Regions from separate parts of the Mus musculus genome. Here regions 2 and 3 are each linked to region 1. A link is a contact called in public promoter capture Hi-C data. All regions are on one chromosome and are shown on one strand. Each heading gives the region's core, a stretch centred on a gene start, on an enhancer-like site or on the middle of the called end of the contact. The rest is flanking DNA. Distances are from core to core; before and after follow the strand shown. Region 1 holds the start of Slc7a3 (solute carrier family 7 (cationic amino acid transporter, y+ system), member 3). Region 2 holds the start of Med12 (mediator complex subunit 12). Region 3 holds the start of Foxo4 (forkhead box O4).

Region 1 (4,346 bases), core at 869-3,368:
CCGGGCCACACTGGCTGTACCTGGTATAGCAATTGTATTTTCTACCTTAACCCCAATACTCAGGAATATTATAAGATCAAATTCCCTCCCTCCTATACATCTGCCTCACAGATTCCTGCCATAATTACCCACCTTACTCTGTGTGTGTGTGTGTGTGTGTGTGTGTGTGTGTGTGTGTGTGTGTGTGTTTGACAGTTCTCTCTATGTAGCTCAGGCCTAGCCTGGCCTCAGACTTAACAAACTCTTGATCCTCCTACCTTAGCCTCTGAGTGCTGGAATTATAGGTGTACAACTCTAGACCCAGCTCCTGTTATTAATTTTAAAGACCCTAACTAACATCTTAATGAATGAACACCAGACGGAGGTGAACAATTGTACTGCACCTTCAAACCCTCCCTATACCCCTACCCCAAATAAATAAATAAATAAACAAACAAACAGACATCTAGAAGTATTGAGATACTAGGAAAAATAAAGACAATTTAGACTTCACTGAAATTGCACTCGGATTTCTGGATCCATAATCCCTCTGCTATTTGTGTAATCATCCATCCCTCCCATCCTACCCCAAGCATCTATCTCACCAATGACGTAGGAGAGAATGAGATTCCAGCCGGTGGTGAAGGCCCAGAGTTCACCTACGGTGACATAACTGTAGAGATATGCAGAACCAGAGCCGGGGACCCGGGCACCAAATTCAGCATAACACAGTCCAGCCAACACAGAGGACAGAGCAGCCACCAAAAAGCAGATCACAATGGATGGTCCTGCTTTATCTTTGGCCACCTCTCCAGCCAGGACATACACACCTGCACCTAATGTGCTGCCCACACCCAGAGCCACTAAGTCGAGGGTGCTCAGGCATCTGGCAAGGCGGGTCTCACCCATACCCAGCTCCAACACACGTCTCCGCACCAGCTTTTGACCAAATCTTCGAAGTGCCTGCCACAGCATTCTAGTTGGAATTGAAGAGGATGCTAGCTAGGTTCTGGTGAAAAACAAGACAAAAGCCCTTCAATGGGTCTCATTGTCCCCCACAAGCTCCAAAAGTGAATTACAAAACCCACTCCCTCCACCAGGTGAATGAGTTACAGGGACAAAGGGGGTTGGGCAGAAGAGGAGAAAGCAAGCCACTTCCACCTCTAATTACCATTTCTTCATATGCAAGTAGGAATTACAATAATAATGCAAGTGGGGATTACAGTGTCTCCCAGGCAGGTGGAAGGACCCATTTCAGAAAAGGCTAGAGAAAGCTCTGTATAGCACAGTGGTTGGCCTTTAGTAAGTGCTAGGACATTAGGTTTCTTCTTTTCCTGCCCAAGAACCTATGGGATTTACCCTAGAGCCCAGCCCAGCAGCCTTGAAACCTAACATTTCTGTTTCCCCGGCCTATGGCTCCTGGTGAATCAAGCGGAACTCAACTCGGGGCAACTCTGAAAGAACCCTTTTTTTTTTACACCCATTACCCACATCCCTTTTAGTGAGCGCCCAGAGAGCTTCAGAGACGTGGCTACGCCTGGAAGAGGGGACTGACCTCAATCTTATCCCTTCTCACCAAGCCCCGGCGATCCACCTGAGCCTTCTTTGCCCTCGGAGAAAGCAAATGTTCCCCACCTCCTCCGGCTAGGCTACGATGACCAGTGAGCACCAGCAGTGAGGCGGGGCTTCGGTCTCTGAAATTGGGAGATGCGCCTGGGGGGTGGGGGGCAAAACCAGCCCGAGATCGCTAGCACTTCCCTCTCGGCCGATTAGGGGTCCCGCCCGGTGGCCCTAGACTCAGCATCTAGATTTTTATGGCTCCATGAAGAAAAACAATCTGGAAATGCGCTGGAGCTAGGGAGCCCTGGCTCCTGGGCTAGGGTCTTACCAGCAACAGGTCACAGTTGCGCTGATGCAATTGCAAGCCCTGGTTGCCTGAAAAGCCTAGGTAAAAGAGGAGCCTCCCTCTCCCCACTCTGACACACGTGCCAGCCCCAAAGGCTTACCGGAGAGCCCTGGCAAGCCCAGAGAGAGAAGATTCTCAGATCCGGTTCAGTGAGGCTGACTTCAGTCGAGTTGGGTTGGGTGTGCTTCAATGCCGCAGCTCAGGGTCCTTGCAAGCCAAGCGCCCCTTATATTCACCGGGAGGAGGAGCCAGTAACGTCATGGGATCCCAGCCCTAAGCCCTCTCCCTACACATGACACACAACACAATATACATACTGAAGAGTTGAAAATCACTAGCAACCTGTTAGGTTCATAAACACTTGGGTCATAAACACTTGGTCCTTGAGCCTCAGCCAATCCCGGAAGATACCTTACCTTTCCTGGATCAATCATAATGTTCCAACGACCCGTGTGGAATGTCTCAAAGCCCCAGGAGCGTTGCCTAAGGTAGCACATCACCTAGCTGTTAAGAAAATTTATGGTTTTAAAATTTCCCCTTTTCCTCCCCCTGGTTTGTGGTTTTTGCCTTTATAAGCTCTGTAAAATTTCAGGCCGGGGTCGAAACTCCTCTACTCCTTGCTTGGTGTATGAGTCTCGACCCCAGCATGCTGGCCTGAGCTCTCGTTCTGTCTCGCTTTCAATAAAAATTCCTCGTGTGATCACAAAGTCCGGTCTCTGTGTCCCACTGGGTGCGCGACGTTCCCGAGACTTGAGTGAGGGTCTCCCTTCGGGGGTCTTTCAATACCAACACACTCGCTTGTGTACACGCGGGCACACACACACGCACACACACGCACACGCACACCGTCAGTCACCAGTCACATGGCTTTGCAACATTGGTCGCTTTTGGCCTGAGACTGCTTCCCAACCAAAAAAAACAAGCAGGGCATGGCCGGGAGTGAGAAAAGAGGGATAGCCTTTAACCATTTGCCTCTCTGGTGGTCAAAAGACAATTAAAAGCTTCCTGACCACAGATCCCATGGGTATTTTCTACCTTTATGCAAGATTAGTCAGAATCAGCAAACATTCGCAGCACTGGGGAGGGGAGTGAATAAAGAGAATTGGGTTTGTGTGAAGGCTGGAGGGGCAAATAGCACCAAGTCTCCATCTCACTGTGTCTTCTCCCTGAGCACGTTTGTCTGCATGAAATCCTTCAGGACCTTGCAAGACTATCAACAGCCCCGACTGCTGCCTCTGCTCTCACTCTCTAATACAGACAGCAAGAAAATGGAAGACAGTTTCAAACCACCTGTACACCGATCATTAACCCCGAGTAGATTCCTAGGCCACAATGTATTTGTAGCATCTCTCCACCTGCCTATTAATATTAAATATGAAATTATGAATATTTAAATATTGAAGGAGCGAAACTTTTTAAAATTGATAGTGATGGGGATCAATCCTGTAGGTCTCCCCAGTGCCAAGATTATACCAATGAGCTGCAGCCCCACCCTTTTAATTCCATTTTGCTGATGACTAAGCTGAAGTTTGGAGCATCAGACTTAGCATTGAGTCACCATTCATTCTGATAAAACCTGGCCTGTTGTTTTAAGGTCTGGCCTCCCATAGGTACTATACTTCATTCAAATGCACAAGAAAGAGGAAGTGTGAAGCTCATGCATGAAGTAGGTCCTTTTTAGGCTAGGAATTCCTAGGAAACCGCAGAAGATTGTAGAAACTTAAGAAAAGAATGCACTTGTTAAAGAGCTGCTATAAAGCTACGTCTACCAAAGAAACACGAGTAAAATCCTTGGGACCGATGGAGATCTGGCTTAGTGGTTGAGTGCTGAATTCAATGCCTCAGAGGTGGGGGTGGGAGCAAACACATTTACTCCTAGTCTTTAATGGTCTAATCTGAGAAAGAAAACCTCCACAGCACAATTAGAGGCTCCTTAGGCAACGCTCCTGGGGCTTTGAGACATTCCACACGGGTCGTTGGAACATTATGATTGATCCAGGAAAGGTAAGGTATCTTCCGGGATTGGCTGAGGCTCAAGGACCAAGTGTTTATGACCCAAGTGTTTATGAACCTAACAGGTTGCTAGTGATTTTCAACTCTTCAGTATGTATATTTTGTTGTGTGTCATGTGTAGGGAGAGGGCTTGGGGCTGGGATCCTATGACGTTACTGGCTTCTCCTCCCGCTGAATATAAGGGGCACTTGGCTTGCAAGGACCCTGAGCTGCGGCATTGAAGCACACCCAACCCAACTCGACTGAAGTCAGCCTCACTGAACCGGATCTGAGAATCTTCTCTCTCTGGGCTTGCCAGGGCTCTCCGGTAAGCCTTTGGGGCTGGCACGTGTGTCAGAGTGGGGAGAGGGAGGTTCCTCCAAGGGTGCAGTATATGAAATTACAACTAGGTCAAATTCCCAGCTCAGCCAGCCACTGTGGCCTTGCATAAATCACCTATCATTTGTAG
Region 2 (4,346 bases), core at 675-3,174, 190 kb after region 1:
ACTATTGTTAGCCATTATGTGAGTGCTTGGAAATGACCCTTGGTCCTCTGGAAGAACAGGCAGTGCTCCTAATCCCTGAGCCATCTCTGCAGCTCCTCTTTTTTTTAGATTATTTATTTATTGAGACAAGATCTCACTGTGTAGTCCTGGCTGTTCTGGAAGTCAAAGAGACTGCCGACTTCTGTCACAGGAGTGCCGGGTTAGTGCCCTTTGCCACTAAGTCTGAGAAAGAGTCGTTTGTACATTTTATTTATTTGTTTGTTTGTTCCATGCATGTACACGGTGCTCAGAGGAGAGTTTGCAAAAGTCAGTTCTCTGCTTTCATCATGTGAAACCGGAAGATTCTATCCTGGTAATCAGGTACAATGGCAAGCAAGCATCTTCTGCCTTCTGCCTGGCCCTATTGTGAAGGTTCATAAGTTGGAGTTCAGATATACAAAGCTTCATGATAGAAAATATCTGACAATTTGTATAACTACTATTCTGTGAAGATTCCTGTTTCTTCCTCCTCCTGCTCCTCCTCCCTTTTCCTTTTGATCCGGCCTGGAAGCTTTAGGAGGCAGATGGCTCACTGAGCTTTCTGTGAGTTCTAGGCCAGCGTGGGCTATATGGAAAGTTTTAGGCCACCTGCGATTACATGATGAGATGACCTTGTCTCAGAAAAGAGGTGTGTGTATGTGTGTGTGTGTGTCTATGTAATTTGGGCTGGAAGTAACTTGTTATCCTTTTGCCAATCTCCCGAGCTGTGGGAATTACAGGTGTGTGACACACATAATGTAAGTGTCAATGGATTTCTTTTTGAGACAGGGTATGTGTCAGTCACTGTTGCTCTGGATGACCTGCTTGCCCCACCACATCTGACTCTGATGACACGTTGGCATTTTTTTTTTTTTTTGGTTTGTTTTTTTCCTTCCAGAGCTGAGGACGGGTACCCAGGGTCTTGTATTTGCTAGGCAAGTGCTCTACCATTGAGGTAAATCCCCAAACCCTGTGGTTTTTTTTCTTTTGAGACAAGGGCGCTATGTAATTCTGGCTGTTCTGGAGCTCAGTGTGTAGACCAGGCTGGCCTTGAACTCAGATACTCCTGCTCCTGCCTCTCTAGTTGCTAGGACTAAAGGTGTTTGCCATCAATCTGGCTACTTTTTGTTTGTTTCTTTGGTTTTGTTGTTGTTGTTGTTGAGACAGGGTTACACAGTTCATACATGGACTTGGCTGTTCTGGAAGTCATTGTGTAAACCAGGCTGGCCTTGAATTCACAGAGATCTGCTTTCTTCTGCTGGGACTAAAGGTGTGCACCGCCAGGTTAAGGGTTAACAACAACAACAAAGGGTTAGGGGGTTGTGGTGCAGAGGGCCTGTAACCACCTGGAGAGATTATAAGCACTTCAGTTTTACAGTTGCTTTCTTTTTGTGTAAGGCAAGCACTTCACAGAGATCCGTCTGTCTCTGCCTCTGCAGGGGTTAAAGGCCTGCGCCTGGCTAGACCGGATCTTTTGTATCAGATCAGAGGTGCTTTCTTAAAACAATAGTAGTTTCTAATCTTTACAACTGTCCTTTGAAGGAAGTTTAGCATGCCCATTATCCAGATGTGAGAACCAAGAAACGAAGTGATCAGTAAAAGACGCAGTTATTAACTAAACTAAAAATTCCCGAGCACTTATTTTAGGCCAAGAACTGAGCGAGGCCACGGGAAGCCAGTTCCAGCGAGAGAGCTCAGCGCCGCGGCTGCCTTCCCTATTCCAGGTCTGCGCCTCCAGCCCCGGCCACGCCGGTGGATTTCTAGTGTGTGAAATTGACTTTCCCTCCTAGGGCCCAAAGCTCCCGGGCTGTGGGGCTCCGCCCCGCGCCGGCGAGGCCCCACCCACTCTGCAGTCAGTATTGTCCGACGGTACCCAGCGTCCCTCGGCAGTTTCCGGCAGTAATCGAGAGTTTCTAACGTGCCCCGCCTCCGCCACCCCCCTTCTCTCGGCCTCGGTCCTCTCTACCGCCGCCCGGCTCGCTGTCCCCGTGCTCCCTCCCGTCCTCGGCCCTCCGCCCCTTCCCTCCCCACCTCGCCTGGCCCTGCAGGCGCCTCAGGCGGTACGGGCTGGGCAAGATGGCGGCTTTCGGGATCTTGAGCTATGAACACCGACCCCTGAAGCGGCTGCGGCTGGGGCCTCCCGATGTGTACCCTCAAGATCCCAAACAGAAGGAGGTGCGTTCACAATTCCCGGTTCCCGCGGGGTCCGGGCAGGTGTTTCGTGAGGGAAGAGACACTGACAGTTGAGGGCAAGGGGGGATGAGGTTAGGTGAGAGAAAAAGTCCCAACAGGGGGAAGAGTAGAGTGGACTGGTGCCCTGCTGGAGAGTAGGGTCTGCCAGCAGTTCCGGTTGAGGAGCTCGTGGGTTCAGGAGCCATGCCAGAGGTGCCCCCCTCCACACTCACTCGGGCGCTCACACACAAACCTCAGAAAGTTGTTAGGGCCAGCTTGGTGAGGTGCCGGTAAGGGAAGAGTGATGTTGAGGTCGCTCTGGGGGATGTGGGAGTCTCATTGACTGTGGGGGTGAGGGTGGGGTCCAAATGAACATAAGGGCTGGGCTTTAAATAACAACCTCTTCTAGTCAGAATCCTCCTCCTCCTCCTCCTCCTCCTCCTCCCTGGCTCCCTTGTTACCTTTTCCTCTGCCCTCTCTTACAACCTCTTCTATAAGGTGAATGAGGGTGAGCTAAAAATGCTGTTTTTCTGCCTCAGGATGAACTGACGGCTTTGAATGTAAAACAAGGTTTCAATAACCAGCCTGCTGTCTCTGGGGACGAACATGGCAGTGCCAAGAACGTCAACTTCAATCCTGCCAAGGTGAGACAACCCTGCCAGGCTGAAGGAAAAGGCTGGAAGAATCTGAGGAGCAAAAGCTCCGGGTTGGGCAAACTGAAAGGGACAACCTAGGTGGCAGAGTTTATAACTCAGTGCTAGCACATTGGCATTTTCACAGTCTTCCTACCCTGAGGTCTACTTTTCCCCCTTTAGATCAGTTCCAACTTCAGCAGCATCATCGCAGAGAAGTTAAGGTGTAATACTCTCTCTGACACTGGTCGCAGGAAGTCCCTAATGAACCAGAAGGACAACTTCTGGCTGGTGACTGCAAGATCTCAGAGTGCTATTAACACCTGGTTCACTGACCTGGCTGGCACCAAACCACTCACACACCTAGCCAAAAAGGTGAAGTACTCTTTTCCTGTTCTTAAGGTCAAGGTGGGGAATGTGTCTACCTATATTCTAAGATGTAGCTATGTGGTGTCAGCTCCCTGGAGTAATTAGAGACATTGCTGTTTGTGATGCCCATCCAGGTCCCCATTTTCAGTAAAAAGGAAGAAGTATTTGGGTATTTGGCCAAATACACGGTGCCTGTGATGCGGGCTGCCTGGCTCATTAAGATGACTTGTGCCTACTATGCAGCAATGTCTGAGACTAAGGTTAAGAAGAAAAATACTGCTGACCCCTTCACTGGTAAGTAACTCTGTACACCTGGTATACCACTGATGGCTTCAAGGAGTGATGGAGCCTTAGAATAAATCTTCCTAGTCTATTCCTTGCTTCTGCATGAATCTTATGTGCACGAAATTGGTAAGCATGGAGTAATTTGAGTATCTGCTGTGTTCAGGTACTGGGCTGTAAAGATGACCAGCATATAATTTCTGCTCTTTAGATCTTAGTGGAGATGCTAAGGCATATGTAGCATAATTAAATATAGAAAGTGGTAAACATCAAAAGAGTAGACAGAAGGTTCTTTGAGACTTCAGTGGATGTAATGATTGCTTTAAGGAGGTGGCATTTGTCTACAGGCTAAGAGGATGAATAGAGCTTGGAACTCTGGTGATTGTGGGTGGAGGCAGGGGATAGAGTATTCTAAGCTTAAGAATAGTATCATATAGTTCCCTTTCCGTATTTTCTTTAGAATGGACTCAAATCATCACAAAGTACTTGTGGGAGCAGCTACAGAAGATGGCTGAGTACTATCGGCCAGGGCCTGCAGGAAGTGGAGGCTGTGGTTCTACTATAGGGCCTTTGCCCCATGATGTAGAGATGGCCATCAGGCAGTGGGATTACAATGAGAAGCTCGCCTTGTTCATGTTTCAGGTAGGAGCAAGGGCATGTTGTACATGGCATTGAGTTGCACCTTATCCTGTCCTGTTGGAATAGAATGGAATTTGCCTTTTACCTTGCCCCTGGTATAGCTCTCTTCATTCTTCCATTTACTTTATCTGCCTTACCTCTAATAGTTCCCTGCTATCCATAGGATGGAATGCTGGACAGACATGAGTTCCTGACTTGGGTGCTTGAGTGTTTTGAGAAAATACGCCCTGGAGA
Region 3 (4,346 bases), core at 875-3,374, 170 kb after region 1:
TTTGAGGCCAGCCTGGCCTACGTGAGACCCTATCACACACACAGACACACACATCCAAAAAGTATGCATGGCTGGAGAGATGGCTCAGCAGTTAAGAGCACATATTGCTCTTACAGAGGACCTCAGTTACATTTCCAGCACCTAAGCACGTAGCTCACTATTTGCCTGTAACTCCTGCTCCAGGGGATCATGGCCTCTGGCCTTCCTTCTCAGGTACTTACAGTCATGCACTCACGTCCACATATGTCCACATAATTAAAAATTAAAAATCAAAAGAACGGATGGTGGTGGCACAGGCCTTTAATTTCAGCATTCGGAAGGCAGAGGCAGGTAGCTCTCTAGAAGATGGAGGCCAACCTGATCTACATAGTGAGTTTCAGAACAGCTGAGGCTATACACAGAAACTCTGTCTAGCAAAACTAGACAGGGATTGGGGGGAAGAAGATTTCTGTTAAACAACTAAACAACAACAATAAAAAGACAGAAAGAGGATGCAAAGGGAAAGTTATTATAAGGTGGAAGCATTTCTAGAAAATAGGGGGAAACTACAGCTGGTTCAAACTTAGTGTGCTTAGTTGAAAGATGGGGCAGGAAAAGTGTAACTTGAACCTGAAGAGCTTTCCTAGAGTTTGAACATTACAGTACTTTGGATTTTTAGGCCCACCTGTTTCCTTGTGTAAATCACTTGATCTCTGAGATCATCTGTATTTTCATCTATAAAACAGATATAATAGTGGTTAACCATACCTTGCATGGTTAAGTGAGCTGTAAGTGAGCTAATTTTGATATGCTGGTTTGAATAAGAATGCCCCCCATAGGCCCACTAGGAAATGGCTTTATTTGAAAGGATTAGAAGGATTAGAAGCCGGTGCACTGTTGAAGAACTTAAACCCAGTCATAATGTCTCCATTTAGAATTTGGAAGTAGCAAGTTACAGAAGTGGAAAGGTGACCATCAGTGTGGCTGAGAAGGTTAGGTAGACCCAGAACAGCCTCTAACCAAATTCAGAGCTTAAGAGTAGGGATCGGGGATTTAGCTCAGTGGTATAGCACTTGCCTAACAAGGGCTAAGGCCCTGGAGTCGGTCCTCAGCTCCAGAAAAAAGACAAAATAACAGAGGTTAAAGGTAGCTAGAGGGTGGAGGTATAGGTGCAGAAAGAGATTAAAAAAAAAAAAAGTTCAGTTGGAGACATGTTGAATGAGAAGCCATTGAAGATCAGAACAAGGAGAAGATCAGTATTTCAGAGGCCTGCATAGCTGACAGAGGAAACTAGCAAGACTGTCTGTGAAATGTACATAGAAAATGGAGAGAGTGCACCATAACCAATGAACACTGTTTGTTGTTACACAAGCTTCCCTCTCAACTCCCCAAGTGAGTGTGTCTTATTTTCTAATCAGATCCCTACTTGTTGATACTCTTTCTGCTTCTTATAAGGGCAATACATTTTCACTTTGCTTTCTTAGTGAAGGATGGGAAAATCTAGCGTCTTTCAAAACGATCTTTTGGGCGACCCCGAAACTCGAGGAAGTGGGTGAAAAGGGAAGGAATGAGGAAAAATATTTTTAAGAAAAGAAAAAGAGTCCGGGACGACCTCTAATCATTAAAGTTCCACCTCCCCACATCCTGCCACGCGCCGCTCTCCTGCGGCCGATATCGGACTCCTGATCGCAAGGTAGGACGGGAGATGTAGTCTTCGAGAACGACCAGGGTGGCACGATTCGAGAACTCAGTTTCCCAAGTGGCTCCTGAGGCGCGTGCGCAGATGGCTGCCCCAGCGAGTGGTAAACAGAGACGTCTGGCGGGGGCTGCTGCTTGGAGCAAAACAAAAGGGAAACCCGGGGGGCGGGGGGTGGGGGGGTCCGATAGGGGATTCAGTTCTGGAGTTGGGGAGGCTGGGGCCGCAAGAACCTTGACCCTCTCAAGAGTGACCTGGAGGGAAGAGGCGAGGGGAGGGAGAGCCAGGGGAGGGACAAGTGACGCCCGGGAGCGGGGCGTGGGGGAGGGCAGCGATCCGGGTGGAGGAAATTTGGGAGGAGTGTCCGGGGGGCAGCAACTTGAAAGGGGGAGGGAACTTCGCTGAGGAGACGTTCGGTGATGGGAGCGCAATGTATGAGGGGATACGGTGCCTCAGGTTTAAAAGAGCAGGAAGCTGAGTGAGAGGGTGCAGAAAGTGCCTTCGCTAGGCGGAGGTTACAGGTGGTGCCTCAGAGCGCTACTCTGAGGCTGCAGCCCGGACTCCGGAGGGGATCGGAGAACGGAGTGAAAGGGACAGTTTAGGAGCTAGAGTCCGGAGACGAGGGAGAAGTTCGTGACTTTCTGAGAACTGGAAAGAATGTGTTTCCCCCCTTGGGGGAGGCATGGTGAGGGACTGTGGCAGGCTCCACTGATCGCTGAGCTGCAGAGGTTCGACCCCACGTATGGATCCAGAGAATAAGAAGTCAGCCACAGGGGCTGCCGCGATCCTAGACCTCGATCCCGACTTCGAACCCCAGAGCCGTCCGCGATCCTGCACCTGGCCCCTTCCTCGACCAGACCTCGCTACGGAGCCACACGAACCGTCCGAGGTGGAGCCCAGTCTGGGACAGAAGGTACCCACGGAGGGACACTCCGAACCGATCCTGTTGCCCTCTCGGCTCCCAGAGCCGGCAGGGGGCCCCCAGCCGGGAATCCTGGGGGCTGTAACAGGTCCTCGGAAGGGAGGCTCCCGCCGGAATGCCTGGGGAAATCAGTCATATGCAGAACTCATCAGCCAGGCCATTGAAAGCGCCCCGGAGAAGCGGCTGACACTCGCCCAGATCTACGAATGGATGGTCCGCACGGTGCCCTACTTCAAGGACAAGGGTGACAGCAACAGCTCGGCAGGATGGAAGGTAAGTATGACTCCCTTACCTTCACGCCATCCACCCTTGGACCCCTCTAGTTACTCTCACTCCGGGGCCCCCCATTACCGCCTTTCCACCCCTTTGGAAAGCCCAAAGATCCACCTTTAATCTTCAGTTAGACAGGCATTTACTTAGTACATAGTATATACCACACTCTGAGCAGCTTGAAGCAGGAGGATCGGAGATGAATAAGACACTGTCCCTGCTCTGAGGAAAATCGAATTCTCTACTCGCTACTCAGCACTTTGGCTTGAGCTGCTCCAAACATTTATTCCCACAGAGAAGTCTTTATCCTATGTACAGCAGGAACTGTGTGGATTCTCCACCGGCACCTAGCCTTCCCTCCTCCCTCCCCTCCCACCCAACACCTTTTGGCCCATTCCTGCGGGATTACTCGGATTCCCTGCTCGCCTCCCAATACCTCAGTGAACAGAACTGTTCTACGATTGCTCTGCCCAAGAGGGAGTGGGCGGTGAAGGGGGGCAAAGTGGTTGGTATCCATGGGGAAAGGTAGCGACCTTGTGCACTAAGGAAAGAGGCCCGCAAGCTGCTATCTGCCTCAGTTTACCTTCTCCTGACGAAAATCCTTCCTTGTAAGGCGCTCTCCAAACTCACGGGGAAAGTCTTTGTTCAGGAATACTACTCATGGAGAAAGGAGGTATCATATAGCTTTGACTTTCGAGTCCAAGTTGGTCCTTGGTCTTTCTTGAAGAAACTGGGAAGATCTCAAACGGTAACTCTGAAAACTTCGCCAGAGAAATACGGACTCTAATCACAAAACTAAGGAGGGTTCAGCCCGTATCCATGCCTTGTATCTCTCTCTGTAGGTGGTTTGTGTTAGTGTACCAAGTACAGCGGACAGAATGGACCTTCACGTAGACGTTAGAGTGAGGGAGCAGATCTACAATGTGCGGAGGGGCCAGACTGAACAGAAGATGGGACAGCTGACCGAGACCCTTGGCGCTATTTCTGGGTAGACTGCCATGCCACAATCTGAAGCTCACAAAGAGCTTCCCTCCTTGGACGCAGCCTGCACAGCTGTTTTTCTTTTCCCTTAAGTTGATTTTCCAGGGTAGAATGACCACGAGTGCTTGTTACACTGGGAGTAGTCCCTTCTTATGACTTACACGTAACACGGCCTTTAGAGTTTATGAAGTCTTTTTTTTTTTCCTCCCCTTTTGATTCTAGGAACTGAACCCAGGGCCGCATGGTTGCCACTAAGCTAAATCCATAACCGGTGAAATCTAAGAATTTTTTTTTCATTTAGTTAGTCCGCCTTGGCAGTTCGGAGTCCACATTTTGCATCTGAGGAAATGAAGGCCCAGGGAGGTTAGGTAATGAGTCTACCCTCAAGATGAGGACTTGAGGACAAGCTTTGCTACAGACCCTGCTTCTCTGAGGAAAGCGTGGTTTGCTTTCATTGCCAAACCTAGTCAAAAGGGGGCCACAAGCTCCCAGAGTGTC

The links. Capture Hi-C pulls out chosen DNA fragments and counts their contacts.
Region 2: a contact with region 1 is called in a promoter capture Hi-C map of pancreatic islet. The contact joins the promoter of Med12 here to the promoter of Slc7a3 in region 1. A contact is called at or near these places in 4 of 39 promoter capture datasets (embryonic stem cells and stem cell-derived epiblast-like cells), 2 of 484 Hi-C or Micro-C datasets (both in embryonic stem cells), 5 of 115 datasets of contacts at active chromatin or transcription factors (all in embryonic stem cells) and 3 of 9 other capture datasets (adipose tissue, liver and pancreatic islet).
Region 3: a contact with region 1 is called in a promoter capture Hi-C map of adipose tissue. The contact joins the promoter of Foxo4 here to the promoter of Slc7a3 in region 1. A contact is called at or near these places in 1 of 39 promoter capture datasets (embryonic stem cells), 2 of 484 Hi-C or Micro-C datasets (both in embryonic stem cells), 6 of 115 datasets of contacts at active chromatin or transcription factors (all in embryonic stem cells) and 3 of 9 other capture datasets (adipose tissue, liver and pancreatic islet).

Annotation. Positions count from the first base shown.
Region 1 is chrX:101,083,287-101,087,632 of GRCm38.p6, forward strand. It overlaps Slc7a3 (solute carrier family 7 (cationic amino acid transporter, y+ system), member 3), which reads right to left and starts at 2,119. Exons shown (of 12, transcript NM_001301840.1): 1 at 1,986-2,119; 2 at 585-988; 3 at 1-20. The coding sequence starts at 954.
Region 2 is chrX:101,272,167-101,276,512 of GRCm38.p6, forward strand. It overlaps Med12 (mediator complex subunit 12), which reads left to right and starts at 1,925. Exons shown (of 45, transcript NM_021521.2): 1 at 1,925-2,193; 2 at 2,730-2,834; 3 at 3,006-3,197; 4 at 3,326-3,485; 5 at 3,934-4,115; 6 at 4,276-4,346. The coding sequence starts at 2,095.
Region 3 is chrX:101,252,404-101,256,749 of GRCm38.p6, forward strand. It overlaps Foxo4 (forkhead box O4), which reads left to right and starts at 2,125. Exons shown (of 3, transcript NM_018789.2): 1 at 2,125-2,870. The coding sequence starts at 2,418.